Linked DNA regions of Zea mays: all the other regions are linked to region 2. The links are chromatin contacts, called in public Hi-C maps. All regions are on one chromosome and are shown on one strand. The core of a region is the stretch at or near the end of the contact, and the rest is flanking DNA. Distances in the headings are between cores, read along the strand shown. Region 1 holds the start of LOC100277537. Region 2 holds the start of LOC100216850. Region 3 holds the start of LOC100502430. Region 4 holds the start of LOC100277065.

What was found. A called contact is a pair of places that touch in the nucleus more often than the background predicts.
Region 1: a Hi-C map of ear shows a contact between it and region 2, with 2.7 times the contacts expected there. The contact joins the promoter of LOC100277537 here to the promoter of LOC100216850 in region 2. A contact is called at or near these places in 2 of 25 Hi-C or Micro-C datasets (ear and tassel).
Region 3: a Hi-C map of tassel shows a contact between it and region 2, with 8 times the contacts expected there. The contact joins the promoter of LOC100502430 here to the promoter of LOC100216850 in region 2. A contact is called at or near these places in 4 of 25 Hi-C or Micro-C datasets (bundle sheath, ear, endosperm and 1 more).
Region 4: a contact with region 2 is called in a Hi-C map of endosperm, with 1.9 times the contacts expected there. The contact joins the promoter of LOC100277065 here to the promoter of LOC100216850 in region 2. A contact is called at or near these places in 4 of 25 Hi-C or Micro-C datasets (bundle sheath, ear, endosperm and 1 more).

What each region holds. Positions count from the first base shown.
Region 1 is chr1:95,219,394-95,224,842 of Zm-B73-REFERENCE-NAM-5.0, forward strand. LOC100277537 reads left to right here and starts at 2,735. Exons shown (of 1, transcript NM_001151068.2): 1 at 2,735-3,662. The coding sequence starts at 2,809. The coding sequence ends at 3,558. It overlaps LOC103637670 (serine/threonine-protein kinase D6PK), which reads right to left. Exons shown (of 2, transcript XM_008660229.4): 2 at 3,711-4,918. The coding sequence ends at 3,982.
Region 2 is chr1:95,694,100-95,699,490 of Zm-B73-REFERENCE-NAM-5.0, forward strand. It overlaps LOC100216850, which reads left to right and starts at 3,283. Exons shown (of 5, transcript NM_001143242.1): 1 at 3,283-3,647; 2 at 3,915-4,138; 3 at 4,257-4,337; 4 at 4,437-4,484; 5 at 4,600-5,260. The coding sequence starts at 3,362. The coding sequence ends at 4,806.
Region 3 is chr1:96,166,798-96,171,473 of Zm-B73-REFERENCE-NAM-5.0, forward strand. LOC100502430 reads left to right here and starts at 1,793. Exons shown (of 2, transcript NM_001357792.1): 1 at 1,793-2,289; 2 at 3,268-3,722. The coding sequence starts at 1,928. The coding sequence ends at 3,586.
Region 4 is chr1:95,282,512-95,287,564 of Zm-B73-REFERENCE-NAM-5.0, forward strand. LOC100277065 reads left to right here and starts at 2,161. Exons shown (of 2, transcript NM_001150732.2): 1 at 2,161-3,205; 2 at 3,304-3,692. The coding sequence starts at 2,254. The coding sequence ends at 3,350.

The sequences.
Region 1 (5,449 bases), core at 1,485-3,984, 480 kb before region 2:
AGTGAGATTGTGGTACTTGATCCTGTCAGTGGCCGTGTCGGACTAGATCCGAGGGATTGACGGGTTATTCCCATTTAAGTGTGGTCTAGCCTCTACGGTGGGGTTTAGGCACTTAAGTTGGAATAATTCGGTCAGTTCCGCCACAGTTATAGTTGATATTTAAAATTATTCAGCTTTTTAAAATAAAAATATGTACTTGTCTACTATATAAAAAACAGTTTTCATGATTATATTAGTTATTTGGTTTAATATTTATGTCTACCTAACTAATAGAACATATATTTTTGTGTTTGGTTAAATCAAAGTTTATCCATATGATATATAGAAATGGTAAACAAACTCTATTCCATCCAGGGAAATTAGCGGTGGGATAAATGAGGCTCGAGCCCTACCACCACTCTCGAGAAGTCTCTGTTATAATCTAAATAATCTAAAATGTACACATTATAATATAAATATATATGATAGCGGTTTAGTTTAAGTCTCTTATATTTTTTTCCGGTTCTATACCTGATTCCGTCGTATCGAAGAGAGAAGAGAACCTTATCAAGTGTAGATTCCTTACTTAATTGCGGTGATGCTATGAATGATGGTTTAATATCTGCTCTAAAGGATGCTTGTGGATTGGAGTTTCATCAAGCTCTACTGCTATAATTTGATTATTAATGTTTTTAATTTGTTTAAACTCAGAGGGTACTGAAAAGTATGCAATAGAATACACTTAGTGTTTCATCAACCTCCATACTTGCACCGTCCCATCCAACCACACCAATTCTTGTGTCATCGGGCATATTTGTTTGAGATTAATGACATGTTTTAGGTTTCTGTCAACAAGCGAGTCTGCAGTAGATGATAACATGTGTTGTTTGTTTTTATATAATCGTTGCACGCTAATATTTGATCGAATAATTTGTGTGCCGTCACAACACATGAACAACTAACTATAATCTAAATGTACAGTATAATATAAAATGATCTCATATACTATACTATAATCTAAATGTACAGTATAATATAAAATGATCTCATATACTATACGGTTTAGTTTACTCTCCTATTTTTTTCGGTTCTGTACGTGATTCCGTCGTATCGAAACGAAGAGACCCTTATATATCCAGTGTAGATTGCCTAGCAAACCTGTATGCCTGTGTCATTGAATGCATACGACTGTGGTAACGAGTGCATCGCCATTGATTGATATCACGGTGTACGACGAGTGATACAGGTCCGGTGGCCGGCACATCGTCAGTACTGCATGCCGCCCCGTGTATACGAGCACGCTATTACTCCGTCGCACGAGGCCGGCCGTTGGTTCCATCTATGGTACGGTACCTCAGGGCTATAGATTAGGGTCGGAAACTGCACGACGCAGGTGTAGCGTTGGCAGCGGATATCAATTCCAACAGTCTTGATGCTGGACGGTGCAGTGCAGCACTGGCATGCACCTGTTCTTCTTCCTAATGTGCTGTACCTTCACAAGAGCAATAAGGATGACATTATGACAATCAGAGATGCATAGGAGTATAGGACACCGGGTTACATTTTTGGTAAACCTATACACGTGAGATAAAACTTAATCTATATATGTATCCATGCGCTCGTGGATATAGATGTGTATACATATACACGTACTCGCCGAGTATTCGCTATCCGACTGATACCCGTTATCCGCTCGCCCACTATAATTTTAACATCCAACATCAAACAACAATTTTATCATGGTTCAAGAATTTCACCGTTTCAGCAGCATCGAACAACAATTTGAACACCAAACTACATTGTAGTTGAAAATTGAAAAATAAAAAATTTGAGATAGTGTATTAAATCCCGATGGTCCATATGTCAAATACCCAACGGATATAGATACCTGGTATCTAAACCCGCAAAAAATTTACTCATCGATATCTTATTATATTCATACCCGTACTCGTGGAGAATAAATTTCACCATACTCATACCTAATGAATAATTACATATGGTTATTTATCTATACTCGTATACACTGTCATCTCTAGTACGATGGACAAAAAAAAGACATTAGACGGCCATGGCCATCAAACAAAGACAATCAATGTTGCCACCACGACTGGAGGCAAACAATGACAATATCCAGCTCCAGCACTTATCACAACCAGCACAAAGGTTAGCAAGATACCCTGTTGCTTGGTCATCGATTGAGCGAGCACTAGACGCACCACCTAGCTTCTGCAAGGATGCGAGGCGACGAGACCGCGTGGCATGCGCGCCACGCCTCACTGAAAAAGCGCAATGGCGGATGGCGCGCACATGATCCCCCTCCCTATTCCCTACACCCACGATGCCAAGCACAGGCACAGCCGACCAAAGGAGCGGAGACTGATGAATGATAAACAGCCTGCTGCTGCCTACCTGCCTGCGTATGAAAAGCGACGAGCGACGAGGATCATGAACCACCATGATGGCGGCGTCGAGATCGGGATCCATATGCATGTGAGAGCAAGACGTGACCATCTCCTACCTTTTACAGCTCACAAAGACGAAGCTCGGAGGAGCTGGTGACCAGACCTTGGGGCCATGCATGGATCACTTTCCCAACCCTTGTTATCGAGTATAGAGTAGGACGGGCGGATAAAATACTAGATCCCGAGCTCGGAAAATATGGCGTCGGTGCAAGTGGAGGCCAATCATGGCCACGGTGCTGCCGGCTCTCCACCTTGGAAGCTTTATCACAACCCCCACTACACCCCGCGGGGCAGGGGCACCCATCTCTCCTCATCCTGCTGCTCGCCCTCTCCTTGCCAAGTCCGCAGGAGTCCCGAGCCCCCTCCTATGATCATTGCGCTGGACGACGAGGAGGTCGACCAAGGGTACGGGTACGGCGCCATGTCGTCGGAGCTGGAGCTCTGCGTGGCACGCATCAGGGACCTGAGGGCGGAGCTGGAGTTCGAGCGGCGCATGCGGCGCAAGGCGGAGGCGCTGAGCGAGGCGCTGGCCGCGGAGCTGGCCGACGAGCGGCGGCGGAGCGAGGCCGCGGAGGCCGAGTGCCGGGCGCTGCGGGAGGAGGCCGGCGCCGCGCGCGCGGAGGCGGAGCGCGCCCTGGAGGGCGTCGAGGAGGAGCGGCGGATGCTGCGCGTCGCCGAGCTGTGGCGCGAGGAGCGGGTGCAGATGAAGCTCGCCGACGCCAGGGCCGCGCTGGACGAGAAGCTGCGGGAGATCGACGACGCCGTGGCACAGCTCCAGGCCACTGCCGACGCCAACAAGAGCAGCTGCTGCAGCAGCCCCAACGGCAGCAAGTCGGCGAGCCAGCACGGCGGGCAACAGAGCCCGCAGCACGGTAAGCCGCACCGGCGAGAGCCCGGCGGCGGCGGCGAGAACCCGCACATCCGGAGGGGGATCAAGGGGTTCGTGGAGTTCCCCAGGGCCGCGCGCCTGCGCCTGCGCCCGCGCCCGCGCGAGGAGCGGGTGGATCTGGTGTCCAACCTCGAGTGCCAGCGGGCGCAGCTGCGCGTGCTCATGCGGCACAGGAGCCCCGCCGCCGGCATGGGCCTCATCGGCGCAGCAGAAAACCTGGTCGTGTAGTGCACCGTATACTAACGTATAGCGTATGTTTATTGAGGTGGTCGGTAACTCTGTATCTTCCTCTGTTCCACTTCATATTATGGGACATTCACATTTTGGTACAGTACAGAATGCTTAGGCAAACTACATGGTGTATTTCGTTGCTGATCATGTAGTAAAAAGAAAAATCTGATAAGGCTATATAACTTGTAATGGAAACAGACATGATGACAAATCGTTCCTTCGACTACTCAAACTTCATGGCTTACTCTTTGACTAAGTAACTACTAGTGTCTAGTGACATGGGACGAGCCGCAACTCTCAAGTCTCAACAACCAACACAGACTTGGGACCGGTCAGACATGCCAAACGCTAGCACTCCAGTATGGAACTACACCTACAATTCGTCTTGAACTGCAACAAGTATCGTTAACTCAAAACTAGCTAAAAGAATTCGAAGTCTAGGAACTTCCCCCCGGACTCAGAACCGGTTCCTGCCATCCTCTTGCTGCTGCTGTTGATCTCCATCCTCTTGCTGTTGCTGCTGCTGTTGATCTCCATCCTCTTGCTATTGCTGCTGCTGTTGATCTCCGCTCTTTCCACCGGCGCTGGCTTAGCTGGCGCGGGCGGCGCCAACGCCACGGGCTCGACGGCCCGGGGCACGCCGGGGGGAGTGCTGCAGCGGATAAGCGCCCAGTTGACGCCCTCAAAGAAGGGGTGCTGCTTTATCTCCGCGGCGCCCCTCTTCACGCCCAGCCGGCTCTGGGGCTCCTTGGCCAGCAGGCCTCTGATCAGGTCCCTGCTCGCGTTGCTCGTGCCGGGGCAGTCCGGGAACCTGAGCTGCTGGCCGACGACGTTGAACAGCGTGGCGCGGTTCGTCTGCCCCTTGAACGGCGTCTTGCCGTACATGAGCTCGTGCAGGAAGATGCCGAACGTCCACCAGTCCACCGCGCTGCCGTGGCCCTCGCCCTTGATGATCTCCGGAGCCAGGTACTCGTGCGTCCCCACGAACGACATGGACCGCGCCCCCGTCGGCTCCACGACGAGCTCCGGCAGGCCCGTGGGAGCCTGCTGCTGCCTGGGCTCGCCGCCCTTGGATTTGGATTTCTTGGCGCTGCTGCTCTTCTTGCTCCTCTGGCCGAAGAGCTTGGGCATGAAGCATGTGGGCTGGATGCAGGCAGCCTGCGCGTTCCTGGAGTCGGAGTTCAGGGAAGATCTCACCAGCGTCGGCGACACCGCGCAACGAAGGGAGAGGTCGAAGTCGGAGATCATGATGTGGCCATCTTCTCTCACGAGCACGTTCTCCGGCTTCAGATCTCTGTAGACCACTCCAAGCATATGCAGGTACTCCAGCGCAAGGAGCACTTCTGCGGCGTAAAACCTGGCAGAAAAGAAAAAAAAAGAGAGAGATCATACACCCCAGAATTGGCGACCATTCTGTTTATTCGAAGTTTCAGACTCCGGCAAAGAATAGTTCAAGAAGCAATGATGAAAATGCGCAAACGATATAGGAGTAATAAACAATGTGTCTATCCTAATCTAGGAATCATGTTCTGCAGCACGAGACATGCATTAAACATTGCGTCTATGCTAATTTAGGCATCAGTTTGTTAAGCATGACTAGTAGAGACAGTGAGGAAAGCAAAGACGATAGCATCACTTATAGCACTCCTTTTAAAAGTAATAATAACAAAAAAACAACTCTAACTAGCAGTCTACGAGTAGCACGACATTTTTTTTTTAAAAAAAATAACTAGCAAGACATGAACTGCAAGACAGATCTGGAGCTCTATACTGTTCTGTACTCCTGTAGTCTTGTTAGAGTATATGGGTATGCGATTGGGAGCGATGCTTAAACAAATGGGAAGATCAATTTGTTTCAAAATTCAGAGAACTAATAAGCAAAAAACGC
Region 2 (5,391 bases), core at 2,033-4,532:
TGCGGTTCGGTTGTTCTGTTCTGCGTGTCATGTGCGGGCGAATTCCCACGCTACGCCGGGTCAAATGCCACGGCCCGGCAGGCCTGCTTGCTTCTCGTTCTCGGCACTAGTAGTCACCACTGATTGAGTCCCTGTTTCATCGAATGTTTGAACCTCCGTTCCGGGTATTAAATGTAGTCGGATTATAAAACTAATTTGTCAGCCGAAGATTAAAAGACGAGACGAATCTAGTCCAGTTGGTTGGGTCTATATTTTATACTCCTATTTAAAAGTTAAACGCTTGATGTGACCCGGGCTAAACTTTAGCAGGAGTAACCAAACACTCCCTAAGTGACCAGTGACCAGGAGTGGGATCAATCACCGCGTCTTTTCGACAGATAGAAGGGGCTCATCGAGTGCTGACCGTGTGCAAGAGGCCGGTGCGAGGAAATTCGTCACGGTACGAGATGTTAATACTTGCGTGACCCAGCTACAGCTACTACTAGTCGATCGATCAGGGCTTCTGCAATTTGAGTGGAAACCTGCACGTAACTGCCTCCTGATAGACAAACGGTCCCGCCAAATCTCAGCGATGGACAGTGAACTTCTGATCTCTAGACAGCACTGGGCTCCATCCGAAAATAAATATTGTTACAGAATTTAGATTCATCGAACTTTTTTAAATATTTAACTAGATCTATAAAAGAACAATGACAATATTTATATCTATAAATAAATTTATTCTAGAAACATACTACTTCACAACCCATCTAACAATACTAATTATTTATACATATGGCCAGAATCTAAAACATTTTACTTTCTCAAGCAGCAGCAGCAAGAACAACACTAGATTATGGGACGGACGTGCAAGCTATAAAAAAATCCCGTGAACTCGCAAGTTTTTCCACATCTTAGCCCTGTCGCCGCTGTGGAGATACCAAGAGTACATCCTATACGAGCTACTTAGTGAGCAGTAAGCATAAGGTAGTAGGAGCCCGGCCAGCCTAGTCACGCAGACATCGACACGTACGTTGATGAGTAACTGGACCGAATTTTTTACATTTTAGCCCTTTTGTAGGAAAAAAATCACGTTTAGACCCTAAAAAATTTTAATAGCAATTTTAGACCCTTTGCTCGGCGCCACAGATCTTGGCGCCGAGGTACGTGCTACGCTGGCACACCTGGCACACCTGGCCGACGTGGCATCGAGCTCGGCGCCACAGATCTTGGCGCCGAGCTCGGTTGTGTTTTAACAGTTTTGTTGGAAAGTTGTAAGTATAAGGCTTGTCTAGCTCAGTTGGTAGAGCACAAGGCTCTTCACCTTGAGGTCCTGAGTTCAAGCCCCATAGTTTGCATTTCAATATTTTTGTCTTTATCATTGATTTGTATTTTTTATGTCGCTAATGTGTCCATACAAATTTATTTTTGGGTACCATGATCCTCGTTTTTTTTTGGTAAATTAAAACGCGAGCAGTATAAGCAGGACACTTAAACCTCTCGATTTACATGGTCAGGGTACAAAATAAAAATACTGTTGCAACCTGGCCTCGTTGTAATAAAGTATGTATATAGCTGTAACCTTTGACTTGCAAGTGAATTCAGTACTAGTCTCGAGTCTCGACTGTGCACTCCGGCCAGAGTCCATTTTCATCCATTGACCATTGTACGTACGTAACACAAGCTAGCTAGCTATATGTATACGTGTCAGGCGGAAAATACGTCAGAGTATCGGTGGACTAATTAACAAGTACGCGATCCGGTTGTTGGTTCCTATACTATAGTAAAAGCGGCGAGTGAAGGACCCAGCCGGCTCAGTGGAGCACACTGCACACGACCATGGTGGCTACACGCTCCATTGCCGGCCACCATCGTGGCATCGTACGCACGAATCTTAAAGCCTCTCTCTGCTTGACGACATTGTCTTTAATCTACGTATCAAGACACAGGTGTCCTTGCTCTATCGGACTTAAAGGACACCAAAATGGGACAATATACGGGAAAAGGTATTTACTTGGAAGAAAAAAGAAAAATACTAGCCATGCTCGCTGCGAATCGAGAGGTTTAAGTGTCATGCTTATACTGCTCGCATTTTAATTTACCCAAAAAAACGAGGATCATGGTACCTAAAAATAAATTTGTATGGACACATCAGCGACATAAACAAAAAAAAACAAATCAATGATAAAGACAAGAATATTGAAATGCAAACTATGGGCTTGAACTCAGGACCTCAAGGTGAAAAGCATTGTGCTCTACCAACTGGGCTAGACAAGCCTTATGCTTACAGCTTTCCAACAAAACTGTTAAAACACAACCGAGCTCGGCGCCAAGATCTGTGGCGCCGAGCTCGGTGCCACGTCGGCCAGGTGTGCCAGCGTAGCACGTACCTCGCGCCAAGATCTGTGGCGCCGAGCTGTGTTACCTCGGCGCCATAGCCTATGGCGCCGAGCAAAGGGTCCAAAATTGCTATTAAAATTTTTTAAGGTCTAAACGTGATTTTTTTCCTATAAAAGGGCTAAAATGTAAAAAATTCGGTAACCTGGAATGCCAAGTCTGTTTGCCCCATACGAATTACGAACGAACATGAGTTCATAAAAAAAAACAGTCAGATGTGCAGGCGTGTTTCGTTGGCAATTTCGAAGACCGCGAAAAAAAAAGAACGGGACGAGGAATCTGTTTTCGACGTGGTTACTGACGACGAGGGATTCATTTTTGACGTGATTGGTGACGCCGCCGAATTTGTTATTACGTGCCTCTGTATTATTATTGCCGATGCACTAGTAGTCGAAGCTGGGCGAACAATTGTATCATAATCCGTGCCGTTTCACGAAAATCTGCCTCGGCCGCATCGGTCAACCATAATTTCGCTCCGAGACCAATCTAATTCGCTTCAATAATAAAAAAAATACAGATCAGAAGGCTTAAAACTTTTCAGGACATATCGGTTTCCTCAAGGAAATAACACAGAGACCGGGCATATAAATGTAGGGATCGTATCCAGTGCACAAGGGCCACGTCGTGCACAAATGCACAAAACGAAATCTGGCCGTCCATTTTCCATCCAACGGCCGTCGTAAATATGCAGATGAACCCTCCCGCAGCCTCCGTAGCTTGCCGAGTCTGTTTTGTGAAAAACCCCCCGCGCCGTCATGTCGTTGGATGGAAAATGGACGGCCAGATTTCGTTTTGTGCATTTGTGCACGGCGTGGCCCTTGTGCACTGGATACGATCCCATAAATGTAAGCAAGACCAACGGAGCAAGGCCCCCCCAGGGGGGCGGGGCACCACAGGTACTCTTCTCCTGCTTGGCCTCTTGTGCCGCAACCGCGAGTGCGGCCTACGGTAGCCTCCAAAGCAGCACATCCAAAGCAGGGACCGAATGGACATGGACCGGCCGGAGGAGGAGGGGCAGCAGCGGAGGGAGACGATGACGCCGGTGCTCCTCAGGCTGTTCGGCGTGGACGTCCACCGGGGTGGCGGCAGCGGGGAGCCGGAGGAGTCGCCGATGGACCTGAGGAAGAGCTCCAGCATGCCCGACCTCACCATCAACCCGCTGCTGTCGCCGGAGGAGAAAGAGGGCTGCAAGGGGTACGCCTCCGACGACGCGGAGCTGGCGTCCGGCCAGCAGAAGCGCCGCCGTCGCAAGGCACAGGACAGGAAGAAAGGTGAGCTTTTTTTTTCTTTCTGGATTTCTATCAATCGCTTTCTTTACTGCTCTGCTCTTCTTGTAATTAATCCCACGATGGACGATGGATTCCAACGGAAAATGTTGTCCTTTCTTAGATTCAGAAACCAACCAGTAAAACATTCAGGCATTTACACAACACACACACACACACAAAAGTATCTCCGTGCGAGTCAACGGCAGCTATCTTGCAGCCCAGAAATGCTTTTACTGTGAATTGATCCGTTGTTCGGTGGAATCGGCGCAGGAATTCCATGGACCGAGGAGGAGCACAGGAAGTTCCTGGACGGGCTAAGGCAGCTGGGCAAGGGGGACTGGAGGGGCATCTCCAAGGGCTTCGTCACCACCAGGACGGCGACGCAGGTGGCCAGCCACGCCCAGAAGTACTTCCTCCGGCAGACCAACCCCGGTATGAAGAAGCGCCGGGCGAGCCTCTTCGACGTCGGTATCGCGGACTACAAGGACAACCAGGTGAGCTAGCACTCCAACTGGTACAGTACAAGAACGATTCGTCAGATCTTGGAGCCAGCCAACAGCGCTAATCGTCCTCTTTCTTTCTCCCCCCCTTTTTTTTTTTGTTTCGTTTCAGGTGCCAGGCCCTCAGAGCATCGTCGCTGCCAAACCGGCGCCTACGCAGGAGATAATCCACACCGACCGCGGCGACGTCCCCGTAATTTATATACTCCTTCCGCTGTGTTTTCTCCTTGTCCTGGTGGTAACTGAGAACCCAAGATCTGAACAGTGAATTTTTTATCCTCCCTCTCCTCAGATACCAAGATATAGAGGCCTCGGAGAGATTTTAGGCAGTAACATGCAGGTAAGGTAACCTTATGCCCTCTATTGCACTGGTAGTAAGGGCGGAAGGACGTTTTCATGTACTATATAATAGTCTGAGCAAAACTGACAAGCGAACTGAATGATCCTTTGGACAGGTTAATCAACTGACTGACTACTACTATTTCAACAAGAACTCCCATGTTCCCGCGGGGACTTCGCTCTCCATGGCCTCCGGCCTGGAAACGGCCTCGACCGTCGACAGCCTGGAGCTCAGCATCGCCGTCAACGGCCTGGAGCTCAGCATCGCGCCCCCTTCCCGGTGCGTCTGCGGCGGCGCGGCGGGGGCCATCAAGGTTCTGTGACTCGGCCGGGACGCCGAGGGAGCTACTCGCATTTGGCTTCCCCTGCGAGCATGCGTTTCATCAAGTATTATCAGCCTCGTCAGGCTGCCGCGCGCAGCCGGGTTTCGGTCTTGCTGGTTGTGTTGGTGTGTTCTGTTCTGTTTTGTTGTGCGCAAGGAATGTTTGTGAAGTGCATTGCGTTGTAATACACTAATACTAGCAGTGTTGTGGAATGGAATTAGGGGAGAGGGATCAGCTGGGATTTGGGGGTTGATGGGTCCCTGTCTCGACTTCGAGTGGGTTCGTTTCGTGTTCCAATCCGAGGAGGCGGCGACGGGCGCAAGGCGTCGTGTGGGTGTGGCTCTGAGCTCCCCGATCCCGCCCAATAATTGGACCGTGCCGTCCAAAACGCATACGCCAACTAATCTTCGGAAGAAAGTCGCAGCTTTACGTTATGTGACATTTAGTTAAAGTGATATGCGTTTAGCCAGTTTTTATTTTTTATTTTTATGAATATTATTTATATCTATTGTTTAAATTAATTTATTATAAAATGTATTTTATAATTTATTTAATGACATTTATTTAATATCATAAACATAAAAA
Region 3 (4,676 bases), core at 543-3,042, 470 kb after region 2:
TAGCGTCTGAGGCACTGAGCACAGGCAAGGATATGATGCAGCGCGCATCTGCCGGCTTTTGCGCAATTGCAACAGTATATGTGAGAGAAGGGAACTAGCGCTAGCGGAGGCCTTTGATTAGTGGCGGGACGGAATCGATAAATAAACTAGTCCCTGGGCACATGGATCAGGCAGCGCGCGGGGGGGTGGTGGACTGGTGGTAGTAGTGGACCACGGATCCGATAAAATCGGCTATTAAATCCGGAAAGGCCCCGGGGGGGCAAGCAAGCAAGCAAGCAGACAATGGCAGCGAAGAGGAGCTGACACATGAGCCCAACACACAGCGCGCTTGCATTGCATTTGCATAGCAGCAACGTGCCAAGGTGTCTGTCTACTATCATGTGCTCTCTCTTGTGGCCAGATTCCTCCTCCTCCTTCTCTTCTTCCTCAGTAATCTTTAACAAGTGTTTTAGCTAGCTAGGTTCCATCTCCATCCATCCACTCTCTCTCTCTCTCTCTCTGTCCGTCCGTTCCTTGCGATGGTGCAGGCAGGCAGCTGCCACATGCGTGCGTGGATCGTGGACGCTATAGCCCGGCGACGTGCTGAGCAGCGTGCATGTTACTGCTGCATGCACGCGCCGTACTGTTGCGCGGCATGGCATGACGGCCAGGGCAAGCCTGTCGTGTCGTCCCGCCGGCGTGAGTGCCAGTGGTGACCGTCCCAACCCAACCAGATGTCTGCTCCACACTGGCATGTCATCATATTCTTTCTTTCTTTTTTTCTCTCTCCCTGACGAACAGCCATACTATCGCTGTTAGTATCTGCCACTCTCTCCTCTCTTCACCCGCTGCCATTTTATCAAAAAATTTAATCCACTGTCTTTTGTCACTGCTGAAGCTGACACCGACACTGTCTCGGGTTGACTAGTAACTGACAGACCAACTTGCATTGGGACCTGCTGTTCCGCACGAAATCCGTCAGGAAAACGTTTTCACCGTCTCTGAACTGAAGCACTTGTATCAGGGACAGAAGTACTAGGAGTGGCCGGAACACTGAACCCGGCGGTGTGCCGCGCACGGAAAAATGTTTGGCAGAAACACCGCACCTAGCTAGCTGGCCGCCGAAACTACTGCGGAGCACCTAATTCTCGCTGAACCGGAGCGCGCGGCATGCATCGTCGAGGTCACTGCCTACCTAACAGTAACAGACTAACAGCTGCGGAAACGACATGGGAACAGACATCGATCAGACTAACAGTAACAGATAACAGATGCGTTCGTCTCCGTTCTCTTCTCTCCTGCAACAGCGACATGCGCCGCCGGGTGATGATTTGTTTTTCAGAGCTAGCTTCGGATGCGCCGGGCCGTCGTGGAGGCCACGATACCTGTCCGTCACTCCATCGTCCCTGCAGGCAAACCTGACACGCGATCCAAGCTTGCTACCATGGATGGATACCTGACGTCCGGATCGACCAGAGGGCCTGCTCTGCCAGGCTTTTTATTACTGCACCCACCGTTACTACCTAGTACTACTAGCGTGGAGTAGTACCTCCGCTCTCTGCTGGCAGCCGACAAATGCTCCATCTGCAGTACGTAAAAAAATAAAAAGAAAAGAAAGTGACTCTCCATCCATGAGACCATGACATGGAGGGACCGAGGGAGGGGAGATGGCTTGGTTGGCAGGCTAATCATGCCAACTTGCAAAGCTCAAATCTTTCTTTTTTACGACGGCCTTTCCTAGCGTTTTCCCTCTCCCACCCTTTATAACCACCACCATCACCTCTCCTCCTTCCTCCGAAGCCCCAAGTAGTTCCCAAGGCAGGCAGCACCACCAACATAAAAGAAGAAGAAGGAGAACTGAAGCGACCAATAAGAATTCTCTCCACTCAGGCCACTCGCTCGGCCCATTCCCCGGACCCCGATCGACCCACCCATCCATCCATCATCCATGACGACGGGGGAGGGGGCAGAGGCGGCGGCCGTGCCGCGGGTGGTCTCCATCCTGTCGGCGCTGCTGCAGCGCGTGGCGGAACGCAACGACGCCGCGGCGGCGGCGCCGCCGCCGGCTGCTGCTGCTGGCCCCCCGGTACTGTCGGCGTTCCAGGGGCTCACCAAGCCGGCCATCTCCATCGGCGGCTACCTGGAGCGCATCTTCCGCTTCGCCGGCTGCAGCCCGTCCTGCTACGTCGTCGCCTACATCTACCTCGACCGCTTCCTGCGCCGCCGCCCCGCGCTCGCCGTCGACTCCTTCAACGTCCACCGCCTCCTCATCACCTCCGTCCTCACCGCCGTCAAGTTCGTCGACGACATGTGCGTGCTATATAGCTGCTCTGCCCTCCCTGCTTCCATCATTCACCTTTTAATAAATGGAAAATTTTACAGGCAAAAAAAAAACACAGTAGATTTTCAAGTCGAATTCCGCTCACCTTTTCACTCTAAAATACGGAAATGGAAAATAAAAACATACAGTATCTCAGCACAACTACGGTTCATCAAGTTGAATTCCGCGCAAGTGCTGGCTTCCGAATTCAAAAAACAAATTGTTCTGAAAACATTTTTTTTCACATGTAATACTAGTAACTACTCCGTTTCTTTTTATTTGTCGCTGGATACAGCGACAAATAAAAAGAAACGGAAGGAGTATATTAAAACGTGATTTAGTACTGGAGGTGCGTAATACATGTGGTGATCCCAAGAACTGTTCAGTACAGGCTGACGTTAAAAATCGACACTAGAAGTTCAGCGTCATGGTAGTCGTATAGATGAGATGGGCTTCGAAAATACATGATTCGGTAACTGGAGTTTTCGTTTGCTTTTGGCGTGATCATCGGCAGCACACTCCCATGCATGACTGTCACACATGGGATTTGGAATTGGAATACACACATGGGCCCCAGATCGGTCTCGGTAACCTTTTCCCTGTCACAGTTTCCAACTGGCATTGCATCAAAGACAAGCCACTGGGTTGGTCACAAGGACAGTTGTGGAACCCGAGGCTGATGACGCGCCCACAGCACACTCACACAGTCACACACAGCCTGCCTGCTGGCTGCTGCCGATCCACCACCACTCTTACCAAAGCACATTCACCTTGTCCTACCCAACCCCCTGTCTGTCTTCATCGCCTTCGAAAAACAAGCTACGTACAGCTGGACGAATGCGTGAACCATCCATTTTTTTTGGTTGTTAAAAAAGAATTCATACTCTCCTTCCTATGTCAGGGTGTGTGGTCTGCTGTTTTGTTTTGTACTATAGCTTCATTCACCTGCTGTGGTGTGGGCGCTGCAGATGCTACAACAACGCCTACTTCGCGCGGGTGGGCGGCATCAGCCTGGTGGAGATGAACTACCTCGAGGTGGACTTCTTGTTCGGCATCGCCTTCGACCTCAACGTCACGCCCGCCGCCTTCGCCTCCTACTGCGCCGTGCTCCAGAGCGAGATGGCCTACCTGGACGACGCGCCCGCGCCCGTCGTCGAGGCGCCCCCAAGGCTGCACTACTGCTACGGCGCCGCCGGCACGTCTGACCGCCACGACGACCCCGCCGCGGTCGCAGCAGCCGCCGCAGCCTGCCACCGTCACAGCAGCCAGCCGCAGCTCACTGTCTGATCGACCGGCCGTGCAAGCGTGCCCGACCGGTGGATGCAGCCGTTTCTTTTCTTTTCTTTTCTTTGTTGTCCTGGCGGGGCGCGCTGGCTGGTGGTGTCGACTCGTCTTCTTCCTTGGTGATGGTCTGTCTTGGTACATATGTGTTGGTCGTTCGTTGCTAGTGAGCTCTCGGGGTACGTAGTTCTGCGGCCTTAGGTGGATTGGATCGTACGTGGGTGGGGTCAGGATTCTTCTTGGGAAATTTTTGTTTTCACCATTGTTCGACGGATCATGCATGCATGGATCAATGAGAAAATGGATGGATCGGCTTGGGATTCTCTGTTCGGCGCGCGATTGTTCTTCCGGCCCGGTGGGTGCCTGTGCTGTGCGTGCGCATGTGAGTCACAGCACACCGCTTGTCGCCTGTCGTCTCTCTTTTCGCGTTCCCTTTTCCAATTTCCATCCCTTGTTAGGGCTTGTTCGTTTTGCTCTCAATCCATGTGGATTGGGTGGGATTGGATGAGTTTCAATCTCAAACAAATCAAAATCTTTCACAATTTTTTCCAATCCCATTTCATCCACATGGGATAGGAATAACCGAACAAGCCCTTAGTTGTTACTCCATCCAGTGGAGATTATTCGCCGCCGCAGCTGGTGCGGGGAGAGCAGGGAGCCAGGGATTGGACGTCGTCGTGGGATGCATGCATGGTGGAGGGCAAACGGGGGATTATTAGTCAGAACATGGCATGTTTCTCGGCTGTCCATCCCCAAAAGGCCAATACTGTGTGTGCGTCGTCCGAACAGGAAACGTCGTGTGCTCAGTTACTTACTTCTCAGTGACCTAAGACCTCTCTGAATGCACAGATCGAGATCCAGATCGAGCGGCTGAAACTACAGAGTGCCGGTGGAAGTTTCAGTCAGAAAATCTCGGTAGACCTGAACCTGATGTAGCGGATCGATCGCGGTGGAAGGATCACTGGAACAAGCGATGGCGTCATGGTTTGTTGCGTGTGACATGAAAGGCAAAAGGAAAGCATCAAGTTTTGCCGTCTCGTTCCTTGTTTTTTCTTTCTTTCTTTCTTTCGGTAAACGCAATCTAGTTAGTTAGGTA
Region 4 (5,053 bases), core at 911-3,410, 410 kb before region 2:
AATACTCAAACACTCAGCCTCGACAGGAATTAGGGTGTTATGCATTCCAGCGGCCGAACCTGTATAAACTCTTGTGTGATCTGACGTGCACTCGCACATACCATCAAGTCAAAATCAATGATGTCGTCCTGCCTAAAAGCATCATGTGGGGAACCCCGTGGTGCGCGGTCGGGTCATAAACACCGACAGAGACCCAATGTTATTTTAATAAAATATATTCTCTAAGTATGAATGGAATAACATTCTGATATGTTATACCTTTGACTGTTCAAAATCATATAACATTGACTCTATATCTTTATGGATCACTTGATTTAAACATATATATGAGGGTTTCTAATAGAATCTTTATACCATAACCAAACACAAATTCAAACATATATTATGTAAAGCTTCAAAACTCACTTTATGGCTTAAGTAGTTGGAGAGATTGTGGTATAACTGACTTAGTGAGTTCCTTCTACAAAAGGGATAAACTAACAATGATGATTGGCCATGTATTTAAATGGTACACGAGATCTTCTATTATTTTTCCATAGTAACCCAAATTATAATAAGGTTAGATACACTAATTCTTGCTATTTATATGATCCCATAATGGCCTATCACATATAGGCTTACATGAAGGAACAACTATTTCATGGAAGTCTTCAAGTGACTACCTCAAGAAATCACCGTGAAATAATTGCACTATATAAGGCTTTTACGTGAATGTGTTTGGCTTCACAGAATGATCAACCACATACAACAATCATGTGGCATTTGTGCCATCGATTCACTCACTGATATCCATGAAGACAATTCTGCTTGTGTTACACAAATATAGACAGACTACATCAAGAACAACATAACAAATATATTTGTCCTAAGTTGTTTTATCCCATAAATTAAAAAAAGGGTGAAGTAAACATCATGTAAACCAAATTATGTGATAATCTCAATAATTTATTCACGAAGCCCTTACCAAATTCATCGTTTTAGAAATGTGTTCATGAAATTAGTTTAAGGTGACTTTGAGATTTGCAAGGTTAGGGGGAGAAATATCTTAGACGTTGCATTATCCGGCCTGTAACTATCAGGTTTCTTTCTTTCTGGTGACGGTGCAGCTCGGCGCGAGGCTTGTCACGGTGGTGACGGCGGCGCCGGAGCTGTCGATGCTGCTGTGCGGGCTTGCCGCGCCGCTCGGCAGCGGAGACGCGTCCCACGAGATGATTGGCTTCGGGACCGGCTTCTCCCGGCCGTCGACAGCGACAAAGACGGTGTCTATCTCGTCCACCGGCTCCGGCGGGTGGCTCGCCCCGGAGAAGGAGCTCCTCGGCGGCGCGTCTCCGTCCGCCTCGTCGTCGCTGGACGCAATGCTGATCCTGACCTTGTCGAACTCGAACCCAAGAACCTTCTCCGCCGTTACCTTGCCGTCTCCATTCCTCACCCCGTCGCGCCGCCCATCTGGAGTTCGAACACCTCCGGGATGAACCGAAACTGGAAGTCCTGGTACTCCGGGTCGGATCCCGGATCCAGGGGCGCCTCCAGCTCCTGGGTGCGAAAGGGCGTGTGCGTTGCCGTTCCTCCTGGTGATGTTCGGCGTGCTGTGAGCGCCACCGCTGCATTGCGGCGTGGACAGCTTCTTTGGGTGTGTGATGTAACGGACAAAAGAGGTTGGGGAAGTGACACTGTAGTGGCGGAGACCATATTCCTTTCCTCTCACACTGTTCTAGCCTTCTAGGGATCTTCTCGTTCACAAATCACAGCCCACGGGCCACGGTGACCTTTTTTATTCTATTCTAGAGAAGGGAGAAAAGAGAAAGGGCCGGATTCTCCTCCTCTTTATTTATCGAAAGAAGCGAGGGAGCACAGCTTTCCATGATCTGATCCCAGATCGATCATTTCATTTGTTTTCCGTGCTATACAGAAGCTGACGAAAGACGGCCTCGCTCAAAGCGGCGGCGGCTGCATTCTCGTCCTTTCAGGCGCCGATCTCGTTTTCAAGAGCAGCGGAGCGTAGTCAGAGCTACTGTGCCAGTGCTAGTAGGGCACACGATGAAGCTGTGTGTGGCATTAAACAAAATCAAAAGAAAGGTAAAGGCAAAACGTCGGTAACGAAAAGCAAATGATGCTGCCCAACTCTCCCTCTTCCAAAGGAAGCAACGAATCGATCTGTTCATAGCACACCCGGCCCCAAGGCCCTCTGTAGGTGTTCAATTCCTGCCACTCCCCGCTTCCACTTTGGCATCTTGCTCGCACCGGGGCAAGGCAATGGCGCCGCCGCGTCGCTACCTGGCCGCGTTGCTCGCTCTGCTATGCGCGTGCACCACCACGATGCCGCCGGCGGGCTCCGTCGTCGCGGCCGCGAACGTACCGATCACTACGTGCCGGTCGTTCTGCGGCAACATCACGGTGGACTACCCGTTCGCGCTGCACCCCGGATGCGGCCACGCGGGGCTGCGGGACCTGCTCTTCTGCATCAACGGCGCGCTGATGCTCCACCTCCCCTCGGGCTCCTACCGCGTGGTCGACGTCGACTACGCGTACCGGGGCCTGACCCTGCACGACCCGGCCATGTCCGACTGCCGCGCGCTGGACCTCGCCCCGGCTGGGCGGGGCAACGGCTTCGTCCTCGAGCCGTGGCGGGAGCCGTACCTGTCGCCGGACCCGGACAACGTGTTCCTCCTCCTAGGCTGCCGAGCCACCTCGCCGCTGTTCCAGGGCTTCCCCGACCGCCACCTCCCCTGCCGGAACGTGTCTGGGATGGGGTGCGGAGACTACCTCGGCTGCCTCGCCTGGGACGACTACTACGCCGGCGGCGGCGGGCGGCGGGGCCCGTCGTCGGGCGACGCCGCGGGGCAACCGCCCGAGTGCTGCGCGCTGCCCTGGGGTGCCATCCGGGCGGTGAACGTCAGCCGGCTCGAGTGCGAGGGGTACAGCAGCGCGTACAGCCTCGCGCCCGTGCGCGCCGAGGGCGCCGCCGCGGGCTGGGCGTACGGGATCCGGGTGTCGTGGACGCTGCCCGAGTCCAACCGCGGATTCTGCGGCGCGTGCCGCGCCACGGGCGGGGCGTGTGGCCATGACACGGAGAGCCACGCCGACCTGTGCCTCTGCGGGGACTGGAACTCCACCTCCAACTGCGACTCCTCGGCCGACGCAGCACGGTCGGTCGCCGCCACGCTGCCCGCTGTCGCCGCGCTTCGCTGGGCCATCCTCGCCTCAGGTACGTACAACACGTACAAACCGTTTGCGTGCCCACACGCTGTCAGATTTCCACGCTCCTCGTCATTCGTCTGACTACTGTTCCACTTGTGTTGTAAGGATTGACGTCACTATGGTACTACGCGTCGACGACATCAAATATGTGATGGACGGTGGATTCATGCTGTGATCGACAACTGCCCTTCAAACAACAGTACACACCACCTAGAGAAAGACGATGCGTTTCAGGAGCTTGAAACGATCGAATTTCAGAACCCACGATCACTATCCATACTGGTTTATGTTTACAATCACTCGTAATGGACAAAAGGCCAAAGACGATCATGTTTGTTGTAGCAAGGATATTTTTCCCGTTTGGATGTATCCCTTTATGTCAACAGACTCGTTTGGATGTGAGTTTTGTCGCACATTAGTAGCTGCACGATGTTGTACGGGTCAGTCGGCTGTATACTGACGATGGTTTGATGGTTGATGGACATATGGTTAAACGTAGCGTCCGAGCTGTTTTTGCTTTTTTACAAAGTTTTCATTAATATAACAACGAGAGCTAATTCATTTGTCGAAACATAAGGCATCGGTGACACCGGCTAGAGGAGTCGGTGTAAGATCTAGGACACCGGCTAGAGGAGGGTGGATAAACAGTTTTGACTAAAATCACAAACACTAGAGAAATTTAATCAATATGACAATATATATAAATTCTCTAGCTAAGATAAGTAAGAAACCTAGAAGGAACAACAATAACAATACTAACAATAAACAACAATTCACTAGTCATAAGCTATTGCAAGAGAACGAGTAAAAAGCCATATTTTTCCCATGTTTCGGTGATTTGCCCATCACCCCTAGTCCACGTTGAGGTGGATTCCAAGCTCTTGCTTGCTCCAATATCAAGACACGGCTTGATCTTCTATCAAGCTTGTACCATAAGTCCTTACAAGGTAATTTTCTAGAATGTTAACATGTTTCAAACATGGCACGATTGCCTTGGGTATCCTCATGTAGGGATGATAAGGAAAATTATAAGCAAGTCTATTGTTCACACTTTATGTGATCCCAAAATTATCTAATCCTTAAATTTTGTGTGCACCACATGGCCACTAGAAACTAATTTTAAGGCCCTCTTACCTCAAAATTTATGACAAACCTTTAAAGTCCCTTGAACACATTCAATGTGACATATGTGGTCCCATTCAATCTTTGTCTAGACCCTTCAAGTATTTCATGGGTCTAATAGACACATATACATGATGGTATCATGTGTTCCTTATTTCCACATGGAACGATGCATTTGCCAAAATTGTTGCATAAGTTATTAAACTTAAAGCACAATATCATGAACATCAAAACCAATCAATCTAAATGGATAACATTGGTCAATTTCTTTTGATTATATTCTCTTCAATGATTATTGCACGACTTTATAAATTCAAGTTTAGCACTCAGTCCTATATGTTCATACTTAAAATGATTTGGCAAAATGTCTCATCAAGAGAATGAATCTTATCATAAGACCTTTTTATACAATTGCAAGCTGCCAACATCATGTTGGGGTCATGTAGTATTACAAGTTGCTAAGTTGATTCAATTGCATCGAACTGCATATCGTGCAACTTCCCCATTGAATCTATTACGTGGAAATACACCAAATATTTCCCATCTATGGTAGTTCAATTGCACTCCATATGACATAATGTACATCTATGGGTTCACATAGGAAATTAGGGATTTATGTCGGATATGAGTCTGTGTTGATTATTAAATATTTGAAACCCCTTATATGGGATCAATTTATGGCTATGTATATTGATTGTATCTTCACTAAAGATCATTTCCCAGCATTATGGAG